Regions from separate parts of the Rattus norvegicus genome. Here region 1 is linked to region 2. Evidence: chromatin contacts called from public Hi-C data. All regions are on one chromosome and are shown on one strand. The core of a region is the stretch at or near the end of the contact, and the rest is flanking DNA. Distances in the headings are between cores, read along the strand shown.

The links. A called contact is a pair of places that touch in the nucleus more often than the background predicts.
Region 1: a contact with region 2 is called in a Hi-C map of Schwann cells, with 9 times the contacts expected there. The contact joins the enhancer-like site here to the promoter of Nudt2 in region 2. A contact is called at or near these places in 4 of 12 Hi-C or Micro-C datasets (the A7r5 cell line, Schwann cells, frontal cortex and 1 more).

Annotation. Positions count from the first base shown.
Region 1 is chr5:61,505,843-61,512,756 of GRCr8, reverse strand. All of the region lies in intron 1 of Fam219a (family with sequence similarity 219, member A), which reads left to right. Among named protein-coding and RNA genes, the nearest start is that of Fam219a, 16 kb to the left of the region's middle. Within about 2 kb of position 2,001, at least 21 of the 93 cell types and tissues checked have an H3K27ac peak or open chromatin away from gene starts, as enhancers often do.
Region 2 is chr5:61,420,436-61,427,303 of GRCr8, reverse strand. Nudt2 (nudix hydrolase 2) reads right to left here and starts at 3,128. Exons shown (of 3, transcript NM_207596.2): 1 at 3,093-3,128. It overlaps Kif24 (kinesin family member 24), which reads left to right and starts at 3,422. Exons shown (of 12, transcript XM_039111402.2): 1 at 3,422-3,559.

The DNA of each region.
Region 1 (6,914 bases), core at 752-3,251, 87 kb before region 2:
GGGGGGATATCATTCTGGACAGCCTTTCAGCTTTAGCATGTCAGGTTCATGTTCTTAGCACAGAAGCTAACTATGACAGGGATTCTGTCTGGGCAGCCTACCTCTAGGTGGGAAAGTCAGCAGCTGTTAGCATGCAGATTGCACAGTTGATGAGGGGAGTCTTCACTGAAGGAGGAGGACCCCCAGAACAGTTCCCTGAAGATCCTAGCTTCCAGAGAACCTTCTCTGTTCTTGGCTGGCCTTTCAGCTCCCAGGCCTGGCTTTGTTTCAGAAAGTCTAAGCAGGAGTCATGGTGTGTGGCTAGTGGTTAGGGAGAGTAGGCAGAGGAGGAGGAGGAAGAGGAATTGTGTGATGGCAGATGGCAGGGACATGTTTCTTCTCTTCATCAAATGAGAAGGGCCCCCACCTCAGTGATGGGGCTGTGGTAAGGCTGCTTAGAGACAAACGAGCTCTCCTCTCAGAGGATGATCCCATGAGAGGGCAGTTACACAGAGAGCTATGAAGGGTCTCAGAGACCCTGTCCTTTCCCCTATCCCATGTTAGTGATTCCTGTTGTCACAATGGGACCTTCTTGGAGAGCTCACTGTTTATAGAGGGCAGGGCTTGTTGTGCTGCTAGTTCACTTTACAAAGGTCAGTGGTCAGACAGCATTTAAAAAGACCCTCCCCATGTCTGTGTGCTAGAAAAGGAGGCAGCCTATCCTGGCTTTGAGTTCTGTCCAACATTTTGTCACAGTACCTTTCAAGCATATGTTTACTAGGAAGTAAAATGAACCCTTACATATTCACAAACAACTTTGACATCATTCATCCATTCCCCTTGCTGACAGATAATTCTAATTCATGTTTACCATCGTCTTGGGTCTGTCTTTTTAATGTTATCTTTAACAGATTGTGATGTTTTCACATCTCTTAACATCATAAAACTCTCACTTAGCTTGCTTGCTGTTAGTCCATACATTGTACTTGGTTGGCCTTCCTTTTTCAGATTTTATCTGGGATGTGTGTGTGTGTGTGTGTGTGTGTGTGTGTGTGTGTGTGTGTGTGTGTGTGTGTATGCGTGCCCTTGACATTGAGATCAGAGAATAACTTTGTAGGGTCAGTTCTGTCCTTCCGTCTTTACTTAGGTTCCAGGGCTCCAAACCAGGCGTCAAGCTTGTGCCACGTGGGTTTTATGTGGTCCTTGTTGGCACTTACTTAATCTGTAGTCCCTCCTACCTTTTCTTTTCTTGCAGTTACCTCTTTGAGGGTCTTTTGTTATGTTTCCCACATTCTGGTTTGTGAGTGGCATCCCTGTGCTGTTTTTAGTCCTATTCTTCTCTCCCACATTTCTGTAAACCAGTAGTCAGAGTCCATGCCTGAAGACTGCTTAGTAGATGTGCTGTGCATGAGCCCAGGTCCCTCTGAGGTATAGTTGAGTACATCATCCTCAGCACACAGCTGGCCTGTGGTGTGCAGACTGATTGATGGGGTAGTTATCCTGATTACAGCCCATTACAGAGGTTCCTCAACATTTACCTAATGTCCTCAGCATCCCTGCTGGTCATTACCTCGGGCCATTATTTCATTAGGAGCTTCCTGGTGCCCATCAATAGCCCTGGTTGCAGGCCGTCTCTCCTTGGCATCTACTTTCCCCACACCATCCTTATGCCACACCATCATTTCCTTCTGCATCAACCCAAGATGGCTCTAACAGGTCTTCAGACCTCATGGACTCCATTCTGCTTCCTGGGTGATCTAGGCTTCCCTGAGGGGAGGCTCCCGACTTGGTTCTCTTCTCACCGAGACATCTCTGTGAATCCTGCTAGGGCCATGCCTGACCCACAGGCCATGCCTGAGGTGTGCAAGCAGCTCAGGCTGCTGCTTTCCTGAGAAAGTTCTGCACAGGAGCTGGGTTTTCTTCTCCTGCCTAGGACTTTCTCAGGAGCCTTCTTCTGTACTGAGGATAGTCTTCCACATTTGTTTCCTCAGCTTCCTGCCCAAGTCGGGGTTCTGGCAGGCACCCAAGCCTGGCTTCCTGTTTACTGGCTGGGAGAGGTTGAGGGAGGCATGGGAAGGGCAACCCCAGCTGTCATGTCCTCTTCTCTCTCCTACCAAGTTTAACTGCCTTTGGGAGCAGAACAGTTACCATCCTCTGGTACTTTGGCATTCCTACACCTCCCCTGATCACCGCTCCTCTTTGATTCTTCTGTTTCGAGGAGAGACTGTAGATCTTGTGCTCTGTGTACATGTGCTCTAGACAAGTAAAATGCAGGCATCATTTTCTCAGTGGCCAAATGACCAGAAAGCCCAGAGTCTGGAGCTGCTGCTTACAGACTAAAATCCACCCAGACCCCAACCCTGCCTATGTAAATCTTGTACCTGTAACACCCAGCGTAGTCTTCTGGTCACTATGTCCAATGACATCGAGCTTTTGATGTAGCAGGAAGCCTGAAAGGTGCAGGCTGGTCAGGGATTAGCTATCAGAGGCAGGAAATAGCAGGTACTGTATTTTGGTGTCCATTGCCCAGTGTGATGGTTTCTCAGCATCTGTGGGGAATTGGCTCTAGGACCAGTCCCTCTGCCAACACCTAAAACCATGGTCATTCAAGCCCCTTAGTTATTTGGTAGCCAAGCATGGTGGCATGTGCCTAGAGTCTCCACAATTCAGGGCTGAGGCAAGAGGATTGCTTGAGTACATGAGTTCAGTGCTGACCTGGACAACATAGGCAGACCCTGTTTCAAAGAAGAACAAAATTGAAAGAAACTTAGAGTGGCATACAGTGTACACACACTTCTTAATACTTGAAACCCTCCCAAGATTCCTTGCCATGACTAATACAATGTGTGTACCATGTAAACAGTTATTTTGTTTGGTTGGTTTGATTTGGTTTGGTTTTGAGACACTATCTTACTATGTAACCCTGCTGACCTGAAACTCAAAGAGATCTACCTGCTTCTCCCTAAGTGATGGGATTAAAGGCATGTGCCACCATGCTGGGTATAAATGGTTATTGTACTATATTGCTTAAGGTAATGATTTTTTTTTTGGTTCTTTTTTTTTTTTTTTCGGAGCTGGGGACCGAACCCAGGGCCTTGTGCTTCCTAGGCAAGCGCTCTACCACTGAGCTAAATCCTCAACCCCAGGAATAATGATTTTAAAAAGTCCATACATGTTTAGTCCAGACATTTTCTGCCTAATATTTCCAACTGAAGTTGAATAAGTATATACATAATTCACAAATTCACAGGGTCAACTGTAGGATTTCTGATAAGAGGAACCTTGGATGTCCACCCTGGTTCCTCCATCTGCCTGACTCTTCCTTGAACAGTGAGAAAGAACCTGAAGGGCCACATTCTGCTCCAAAAGCAGACCTGCCACATAGTACTTTTTTACTCCCCTCTCCTGGATGGCCCCAGCAAGAATTATGTGAAACCCAATCTCTTTCATCCCATGAAGAGAGATTATCAGTGATGTATAGTAATACACATCTGTGATCCCAACACTTGGGAGGCTGAAGTAGGATTGTGAATTTGAGAGCAGTCTAATCCATGCAGTGAGACCTTCTGTCACAAAATAATAAAACAGTCAACAGAAACCAGATGTGGTAGTGCACACTTGTAATCCCCAGTACTCAAGAGGCTGAAGCACGAGTCAGCCCAGGCTGCATAGTGAGTGGTTCAAGGTGAACCTGGGACCCATAGAAAAACCCTATCTGAACTTCTCAAACTCCCTAAAAAAGCAGAGGCACAAAGGAAATTGGGTTGCTAAGTAACGGAAGTCCCTTATCCCTTACACTTAAGCAACTTCTCCTGCCTGTAAACATGGGAGTCCTGAGCAGGGTATGGAAGAGAGCCCTGTAATCTCAGCACTTGGAGACAGAGGGGGAGGGGACCAGACGGCCAGGGCATCTGCAGACACGCAGTAAGTCTAGGCCAGCCTGGGATGCATGAGCTCCTGTCTGAAGAGAAAAGAAAAGGAAACTGCTCAAATCCTCGAACGACCTGCAAGGCCTCGGATAGTCGGATAGTCGCCTGCAGCCTTCCCTTCCAGCTCACCTCAAGCCCTGTCGCTTCCACCCTGGCTGCACCCCGCCTCCCTCTGCTTCCCCAAGTTCTGCTTCCTTTTGCTCAGGGATTGTACCCATAATTTTCTCCTGGAATGCTTTGTTCTGTACCTTCTACCTTGTTTGGGTTAACTCCAACTTGTCTTCTAAGCTTGCCTCAGGGATCTTCTCTCCTTGTGCTTCTCACAGATGTAATTAGGAAATATATGGATAAGTGTTCTGTTGCCATAAGGACTTATAAAGTCCAGGTTCCATGAAGGCAGAGACCACTTCTGGTATCACATTAAACCCCTGAAAGTACCTGTCATATAGTAGACTTTCACTGACTACCTGTTGAATGAATGAATGAATGAATGAATGAATGAATGCATGAATGAAAATTTCAGTTTCTGATCTCTTATTTAGTCACCTGTCATTCTGTCATATTTAACATGTGCCCTGCTATTAGTGAACATTTACCAGACACACAGCATTTCACTTAACCTTTGCAACTCTGTGAAGGGGGTATCTGCTTAATCTACAGAGGGGGAGCTGAGACCCAAGGTCACAGCTAAGTGGCAGAGCCATATCAAACCCAGGTGTGTGGCCTTGGAACTCATTCTCTTAACCGTAGTACCACACTGCCCCCTCTTGGCATGTCCCAGAGTTGCCACCGGCTTCTGGTTAATTTCAGCTGTGTAATGAGTACTTGGCAGAGCTGGCTGTGGAGCCCAGCTGTGGAAGGATGCGACACGGGGGATGGACCCCCACCTGGGCTGCTGCTGTTCTAGGGTCATGCATTTCGAGGGCCTGCTGCCCCATATGGTTTCCATGGACCCTTGGCCACCCCCGGGCTGTAACATAGCATCTTGTTTAGAGAAAAGAAGGACCAGCTGTTTAAATGACCTGTTCAGCAGTGTCCCGGGGAGCAAGCATGTGCTGAGTAAGATCCTAATAAAGATAACTGAGAGGGAGAATGGGTGTTTGTCTCAGTGATTTACTCACTAAAAGCTGCACTCTGGAAATTAGCTTGAAGGCATTCCTAGGACCTCGTGAGAGGAGGGCAATACCTCTTGGTCTTAATTACAGTAAAGCTCAAGTTAGCCAGCGTGCCGAGGCTTCTCTGGTGGCAGGGAAATCGGGACTGACTTTAGAGTAGATGGGAGCATGCAGATGAGAAATATGTGGTGTAAATATAACCCCAGCTCCCATGTGTGGACCGTGCCAGGCCTGGTGTAAAGTACTTTACATTCATTACTCCCTTCCATTCTCACACCAGCCTTGCAAACTAGGGAATATTTCATCCACAGAAGGAAAGAGGCATTAATAAAAATAGCTTACCAAAAGTTATAGGACAGCTGGTCTTCCTGACTTCCAAACCAGAGCACGCCATAAACCAAGTTGGTGAGGATAGACAACTGACAGTGGTCCTGTGTTTAGAAATTTGGTTAAACTAGAAAAAATAGGCAAATGTATTCTTTTACTAGCCATTATAATTGTTTCTGAGTAAACACATCTAGGTGTGGTGGTCCATGCCTGTAATACCAGAGCTTTGGAGACCAAGGGTGAAGGATCACAAGTTCAAGGCCAGAGTGAAATATGTGGTGAGATACTGCCTTAAAAATGTATATACTTTTATAATGTAGCATTAAATAGATGCAGTAAACATACCATAGCACAGTATTATCATAGTGAAAAGAAAATTTAAAAAGCAAAGAAACTAATCATGGTGGCATATGCCTTTAGTCCTAGCACTCAGGATACAAAGGCAGGAGGATTTCTATGACTTAGAGGCCAGTCTGGTCCACAAATTGAGTGCCAAGATACATGAGACACTGTTGGTTCTTTGTTGTTTGTTTTTAAACCAGACACCTAGATAAGCTGACTCAACAGGTAACACCACGTGCTGCAGAATCCTGGTGACTGTAGTTTGATCCCCCAACAAAGATGAAAGGAGAGAACCAATTCTACAAAGTCGTCCTCTGGCCCTCACATATGTACTGTGTCATGTGTGTCCACACACATCATACACACTAATAATAAATGGTTTTCAGATGAAAAGATGTTTATAATCTATTTTCCTTGGCACAAAAGGCATATAACATAAAAGTTGCCACCATAAGATGCTATGAAATGTGGGTAGCCTGCATTTGTCTGTGTTTGAAGCTGTATATGTAGCTGTACATTTTGAAGTCTGGCAGTGTAAAACAGCAGCAGTTCTAATCACGTAGGAACCTGCACTTTCTTCCTTGTTTGCCCTTGTCCAGAATCTTATGATAAATCAATTTACCTCATTTAATCTTTCCTTTAGCACAGCCCCACACAGGCAATAGAGGTTACGTTCCATCACCCGCATATGTTTGGAATCAGGTGCTGTAGGGACATGTTGGCTAAATGCACAGAAGAGGGTGGAAATGTCACCTCAGGTGCTGCCGCTCCCCAGGCTGGTCTTGTTCCTGCTGGGCGCCCTCAGCTTTAAACTCACATCTCCCACCTTCTCTAACTCTTCAGGCTGTGAGGAGACCAGGCATCTCTTTGGAAATGAAGCTCAACATTGAGCAGATAGATCCCTGCCTCTTAACTCCTGTTGGCAAGTTTCCTGCAGCTTCACCTTCACCAGCAAAGAGAAGTGAGGAGGAGATGGTGTAGTGGCATCCCCAGCTTCAGCCGTGGTCACACATGTTTGGGTGTTCGCCCTCCTGTTAAAACACCTAACAGAATAGCCTTTTAATGTGGCAAAGTAGGAAAGGAACAGAAGACGTGTTAACTAGCCTTGGCTCAGAGCCTACATGGGAGCTTCTCAGCCTTATTTTTTCTCTGCAAAATTGGAATAAATAGTATATGCCACTTCTCTGTCTTATGATTGTCAGAGATGAGATGAGAAAATAAG
Region 2 (6,868 bases), core at 1,879-4,378:
CTTATGAAGACGAGGCAAGGAGGCCCTCTAGACCAAGGAAGGAATGTGCAAAGCTCTCACACAAAATAGCATCCCACTGGTAAGCAGCTTAGTTTATATTGCTTTCTAGACAGGGTCTCACTATGTTGCCCTTGCTGATCCAGAACTCTGTGCAAATCAGGCTGGCTTCAAACTCAGTGATTCATCTGCCCCTGAAGTGCTGGGATTAAAGGCAGGCCACCGTGCCTGGTTTAATACACAGCCTGTAGACAGTGAGGACTACTGGTTTTAGGCAGAGGGTATTTTGGTCAGACTGACATTTTACGAAAGCATTTTTGCAGTAAGTAACGAGAAGAACGAATTGGAAGAGAAGACTAGGCGAAAAGGCATGTTACATGCTTATTTCCTTCTTAAACATATATATGCATTGGGGCGGGGTACCAGGTTACAGATAATTGTAGAGGCGTCTGGTTTGGGTAACTGGATGGAAGAAGAAGCTAGCCATTTCTTTTTGAAGTGAGTTGAATTTGAAGGGCTATAGACTACCCACAAGATAAACGAAAACTGGGTCTGAAGTTTAGCGACATCTCATTCTTCTATCCCTAAATTGAATATTTTATATTAGAAAAAGATTTGTCTTTATCATAGATATTCCAACAACCCATGTGCTAACTAGTTCTATGTCAACCTGACACAAGCTAGACTCACTGGAGAGGAGGGAGCCTCAGTTTAGAAAATGTTTCTGAGATTGGGCTGTGGGCAAACCTATAGGACACTTTCTTAGTGGTTGATGTGGAAGGGCCCAGCCCACTGTGGGCGGGGCCATCCCTGGCCTGGTGGTCCTGGGTTCTGTAAGAAGGTAGGCCGAGCAAGCCACAAGGAGCAAGCCAGTCAGCAGCCCTCCTTCATGAAGATCCCTGCATCTGCACCTTTCTCCACGTCCCTCCTGTCCTGACTTCTTTTTCTTTTTTCTTTTTTTCGGAGCTGGGGACCGAACCCAGGGCCTTGTGCTCGCTAGGCAAGCGCTCTACCGCTGAGCTAAATCCCCAACCCATGACTTCTTTTGATGATAAACAGAGATAGGATGAGTAAGCCAAATAAACCCTTTCTTCCTCAAGTTGCTCTCGGTCACTGTCTCATCACAGCAGTAGAGACCTTCACTAAGACAAGCCATTTTCATTGAATGTGGGTACATTTGCCTTTCTAACCACCCCTTTTCAATCTGGTATTCCAAATATTTTCACCCTCTTCCAGTTCACAACCATAGGAAACCATAGTTGACACTGCTGTGAAAGAAACTTGGCTACTAAATTCAGGTTGTTACCTGAAAGACACATCATTGCTTGCAAAGTGACTTTAACATCTATTTCTCATTGTTGAGAGTTTAAAATAAAGTGTGTATATACAGAGATACAGAATATACGTCAGTCACTCTTATCTTATAATAAGCCAACTGAATGCTTATCTGCATTTTACAGGCACTCAACTCTTTTTTTTCATATATATATTTTATTTCATATATATATATATTAATGTATGAGTGCTCTGATGCATATATACCTACATGCCAGAAGAGGGCATCAGATCTCATTACAGATGGTTGTGAGCCACCATGTGGTTGCTGGGAATTGAACTCAGGACCTCTGGAAGAGCAGTCAGTGCTCTTAACCACCGAGCTATCTCTCCAGCCCTCAACTCTTATTAATAGTTAAAATTAAGAATTTTGCCCCCTCTGTGTAACAGTCCTGTATATCCTGGAACTTACGTTTTAGACCACGCAGTCCTAAAACTCACAAGAGATCCTCCTGCCTCTGCTCCCGAATGCTGAGACTAAAGGCATGCGCTGCCACACGCAGCAAATCAAGAAATGTCTATCATTTTTATATTTTCTGTGAAACAGCTGATAAACAGCGCTCACGATAATTATTAGTAATTTTTAAAGATCAACAAGATTAATTCCTTTTACTATATTGTCTATTTTCTACTCTTTTGAATTCTGAATTTATTTCTTAGTAAGAATTATCTTTATTCTCTGATTAGTGATTTATTTTTGTTTATGTCTGTGTGTCTGCCAGTTGTGTGTATGTGGGTGCCTGAGGAGAGCCAGGGATCACCTGGAGCAGGAGTCAGAAGCAATTGTGAGCCACTTGACATGGGTGCTGGGAAATGAACTCAAAGTTCTCTGGAAGAGAAGCAAGGGCTCATAACCACTGAACCATCTCTCCAGCCCCCGAATGGTTAATTTTTGAGCTAAAATGAGCACTATGTTAAAGCACACACGAAGCTGCACACATCCTGGCTAGTGTACTTGCTCCCACCATGCTGGTGGTACCTTTTTACCTGAGAAGCTAGGACCTGCCAAGCATTCTTTTCACTTTGTCTTCTTTACAACCTGTTGACGCATTACTATCATTTTTCAGAAAAGCGAAAATGAGCTATGGTTCAGAAATATTTTGGGGTAGTTAATCAAACGCAGGCATGTCCAATTTCTAAGCTTAATCGCCACTGGATATGATGCATTTTGCGTTGGCAACTTGACGGTTCTCGATTTAAGCTGTTTGGCCTTTTTTCCCCCCTTTAGAGCACCTGCCACTCTTCCAAAGGACTGGGGTTCGGTTCCCAGGAACCTAAAGCAGGTGGCTCACAACCGCGTTTAACTCGAATTTCTGGGATCCGACGCCTTCTGGCTTCTGCATGAACGTGGGACGCATAACTGACGCAGACAGACAGACACACACATACACACACAAACAAACAAGGAAAGTTTTTTTGTTTTTTTTGTTTTGTTTTGTTTTGTTTTTTACAAAACGTAAGATCTCTTGGAATGCAGGTAGGGTTTAATCGATAACTACGAAGCAGTACAGAGGCCTAGGGAGAAGGTATGATTGGCCCGCTAAGTCCCAAAGCTGGACCTCTCTGCCTCTGGAATTCTTCCGACGCACGCCATCACCACTAAACCTTGTTCTCTCAGGTGCAGAGAGATAAACCGAGGTCCTGCGAGTGGATAGGGCCTGCCTGGCCTGCCTACACCCGCCTCAATGCCAGCTCCGTTCCCGCAGCAACAGATCAAGAGCACACGACATTCCCCACGCCCCCAGCCCCACTGCACTCACCCGCAGCACGAAGGCAGGAGGCAGGAGGCGGTTCTCGAAAGGAGACAAAGCGCGCCAGCCAATCAGAAGAGCCCGGCTGCACTTCAGGCGAGCCACGGGATTGGGCATCAGGCGCTGCCACCCGCCTCTGAGGCGCGGTTTTCTGACTGGGAACGTCGCGAGATCTTCCCCAAGCGGAACCATTGGACCGCCCCTGTCTCTTCTGATCTCTGATTGGCCCTTTAGAGGAGAGGGTGATAGGCCCTGTGAATGACCATTGGCGGGTTCTGCGGGACCGCAGGCGGGCGGGCGACAGCGCGCGCGTTCGAACTGGCGCTTGGTGGCGTTGCCATAGAGATGTGGCCTGGCGGACTCCTTAGGCGGGTTGACGGGACGCTCTGCTAGCCCGGCTTAGGGCTTTCTCCTGACGGCACTAATTCTTCCGTCCTCCGAGAAACTGACTGAGGAGGAGCCGGGAAGGCCCTGAGGTGAGACACGGTGGCTTTGGCTTGAGCCCAAGCCCTGCGCCTGCGAGGGAAAGGGTGCGCTTGTCTCAGAGTAGCGTGTGTCGAGACCGGTATTTGCCGGGTAACTAGAGCTTGGCTTCTCGGATTCTTCGAGGGTTCACGCACTCTCCTATTTCGTCTCCCCGTCTGCGGTTTCTCCAGCAGTTACCTCGAACGCCACCATTCTTGAGGCCTTTCTGAATCCCCAAAGGCCCCTTGCCTTTGAAACATGCTCTTCAGAGCTAGCCTGAATTCGACTTTGGGTTGTTTTTGTGAACTTCCGGAAACCTCATTCTTCTTTTCCTCATTTAATTTTGACCTCTGAGATAAGACAAGCCTTTCCGCAATGCCTTACGCATAGTAGTTTTTTTTTTTTTTAAAGGAAAGTTCAGTTGGCTTTAACTCACTACGAATAGAATCGATTATCTTTTGTGTCTTGTTCTATTCAAACAATTTGGGAGCAGGTGGAAGAGAGGACACCCTAATCTCATATACAAAAAAGCTAGAAAATTCAGCGTTGGCAGCCCCACAATCGGAGCAGGAAGCCCTGCTTGCTTACTGTGGATGACAGTATTCTCTAGGCTGGGAATTCTGGACAGTAGTAAGAGTAGAGAAGGCGAGCTGACCACTAGCATACTGACATTAATTCATTGTTTACTGCTTTTATTATTTTAATTTTTGTGTGTGGGGTTATTTGTTTGGAGACAAAGTTAGATGTGACTATCCTGGAACTCTATGTTTAGAAAGGTAAAATTGTAACTTGGTTGCTACACCTCTTCCCCACATTGTAGTCTGGCCTAAAAATACCTCTTATCAGACCCCTAAATATATTTGCTTAAAACAGACCATTCTGTTGTTATATGCCAGTGTTATTTAGTGACCTCCAACTATCGTCACATTTTATCTGTGCTTTGGAAAATGAAATCAGTTATTTGACTTTGAGGGTTTTTTTTTTCCACTTAGCATTGTGTGTGTGTGTGTGTGTGTGTGTGTGTGTGTGTGTGTGTGTGAGAGAGAGAGAGAGAGGGGGGGGGGGAGAGAGAGAGAGAGAGAGAGAGAGAGAGAGAGAATATCTCATTCATGAGATTCATGAGCACGCAGCTTGTTTAGGCTGCTGCACTGCATATTCCAGGATATTTCTGTAACCCCCTCCCCCACTTCTCCCTAGGAGTGCTGGGGTTACAGATGTGTGATACCACATGTGACCTTTAATGGGGTTCTAGGCATTGAACTTAGATCATTAGGCTTATAGGTTTTGTGCATTTACCTACCAAGGTATTTCCTTGGCCTTGGCTTTTTTTTTTTTATAAATGTTATGTGTATGAGTGTTTTGCCTGTATTTATGTATACCTTGTGTGTGTGTGGTATGAAGGAAGCCAAAAGAGGGTTGGGTTCCCTGCAAGTGTAGATATAGACAGTTGTGAGACACCATGTGGGTGCTGGGAAAAGAACCCAGGTCCTTTGAAAGAACAGCCAGTGCTCTTAAAGGCTAAGCCATCTCTCCAGCTCCATTTTTTAAAAAAACTTTTTTGGGGATAGCATTTTACATTGTAGGAACATGCAATAATAATCCTGTTTCAGCTTCCTGAGTGCTGGAATTATAAATATAAGCCAACACACTCACTTTGGAAAATTTTTAAAACCTTTTATTATTTGTTTTATTTGTTGTTGTGTGTCTGTGTATGAACAGAGGATGGCTTTTGGGGAGTAGGTTCTCCTTTCCAGATTTATTTGGGTCATCAGACTTGGCAGAAAGTGCCTTTATCTGTTGAGCCCTCTTGCCTGCCTTTAAGACATTTTTTCTTTGCATTTATATTCTGCAGAGACAATTTTGTGACCATTCTCTTCAGAACATATTAACAGCTCAGCCTCTGACCATTCATCAGATATCCAGAATCCTGCTTCATTTCCAAGACTATTTCATTGTTGACTTGTGGCCTGTACAGTCACAATATTATTGCTGATTATTCTTTCTTATATGAAATTCATAGTTCAGAGTTAACATTAATGAAAAGATTCAAAATGTTGCCAGGCAGTAGTGGCTCATGCCTTTAATCCCAGCGCTTGAGAGGCAGAGGCAGGCAGATCTTGGATTTCAAGGCCAACCTGGTCTACAGAGTGAGTTCTAGGACAGCCAGGGATACACAGAGAAACCTTGCCTCAAACAACAAAATGTCAAGTATAGCAGCTGTTGTGATTTAGATATTGTGATGTTTAATGCTAATTGTCAACTTGACAAAACAGAACCACGTGGGAAAAACTGATGTCTGTGGAAGATTGACTTGTATTAACTGAGGTGGGAAGACCTGCTCACTGTGGATGTCCTAGGCAGGGGATTCTGGACAGTCTAAGAGTGGAGAAAGCAAGCTGATCACTACTGTCTTAAGTTAGGGTTTACTGCTGTGAGCAGACACCATGACAAAGGCAACTCTTACAAGGACAGCTGGCTCACAGGTTCAGAGGTTCAGTCCATTATCATCAAGGCAGGAGCATGGCAGCATCCAGGCAGACATGGTGCAGGAGGAGCTGAGAGGTTGGTATTTTGTTTTCTGTATAATGAAGGGTTGAATTTTTCTCATATTTCTTCATCTAGTGTCTATGAGGTATTTACCTAGTTTCTCCATGTAGACTTAGCAAATTTGTTCAAACTTTGTGTACTGTAGGTTAACAAGTTTTGTTAAGTGAGGCTGGGAATGTGGTAGTGCACACCTTTAATCCCAGCACTCTGGAGACAGGCTGGGATTAAAGGTGTGCACTAATAATCTCTGTGTTCAAGGCCAATTTGGCTTATATAGTGAGTTCCAGGCCATTAGGGCTACATAAGACCCTGTGTTAAAACACAAACACACACATAAACTCACTATGTGGACTGGCCTTGAATTTACAGATATCTGCCTACCTGTACCTCTGGACTACTGGGACTAAAGATGTGCACTACCACTCCCGACTGAGGTTATTTTTAAATTATGCTTTCTCAGCATCATCCCTGTGTGAGTAATGCCTGATTCCATAGGAACAACTGTTTCCAAAGGAGTTTGACTATGACTGAAATCATAGTAGCTTGGAAATTTATTTGTTTGTTTATTTTGGCTTTTCAAGACATGTTTCTCTGTTAGCCCTGGCAGTCCTGGAACTTAACATTATAGACCAGGCTTGCCTCAAACATACATTCATCTGCCTCTGCCTCCTGAGTGTGTGCACCACTACTGCCCAGCCAGCTTGGGAATTTATAAAGACTGATTGTAGCCATTATTTTTCTAGGTAAACACATGAGATATGGTTTGTTGACAT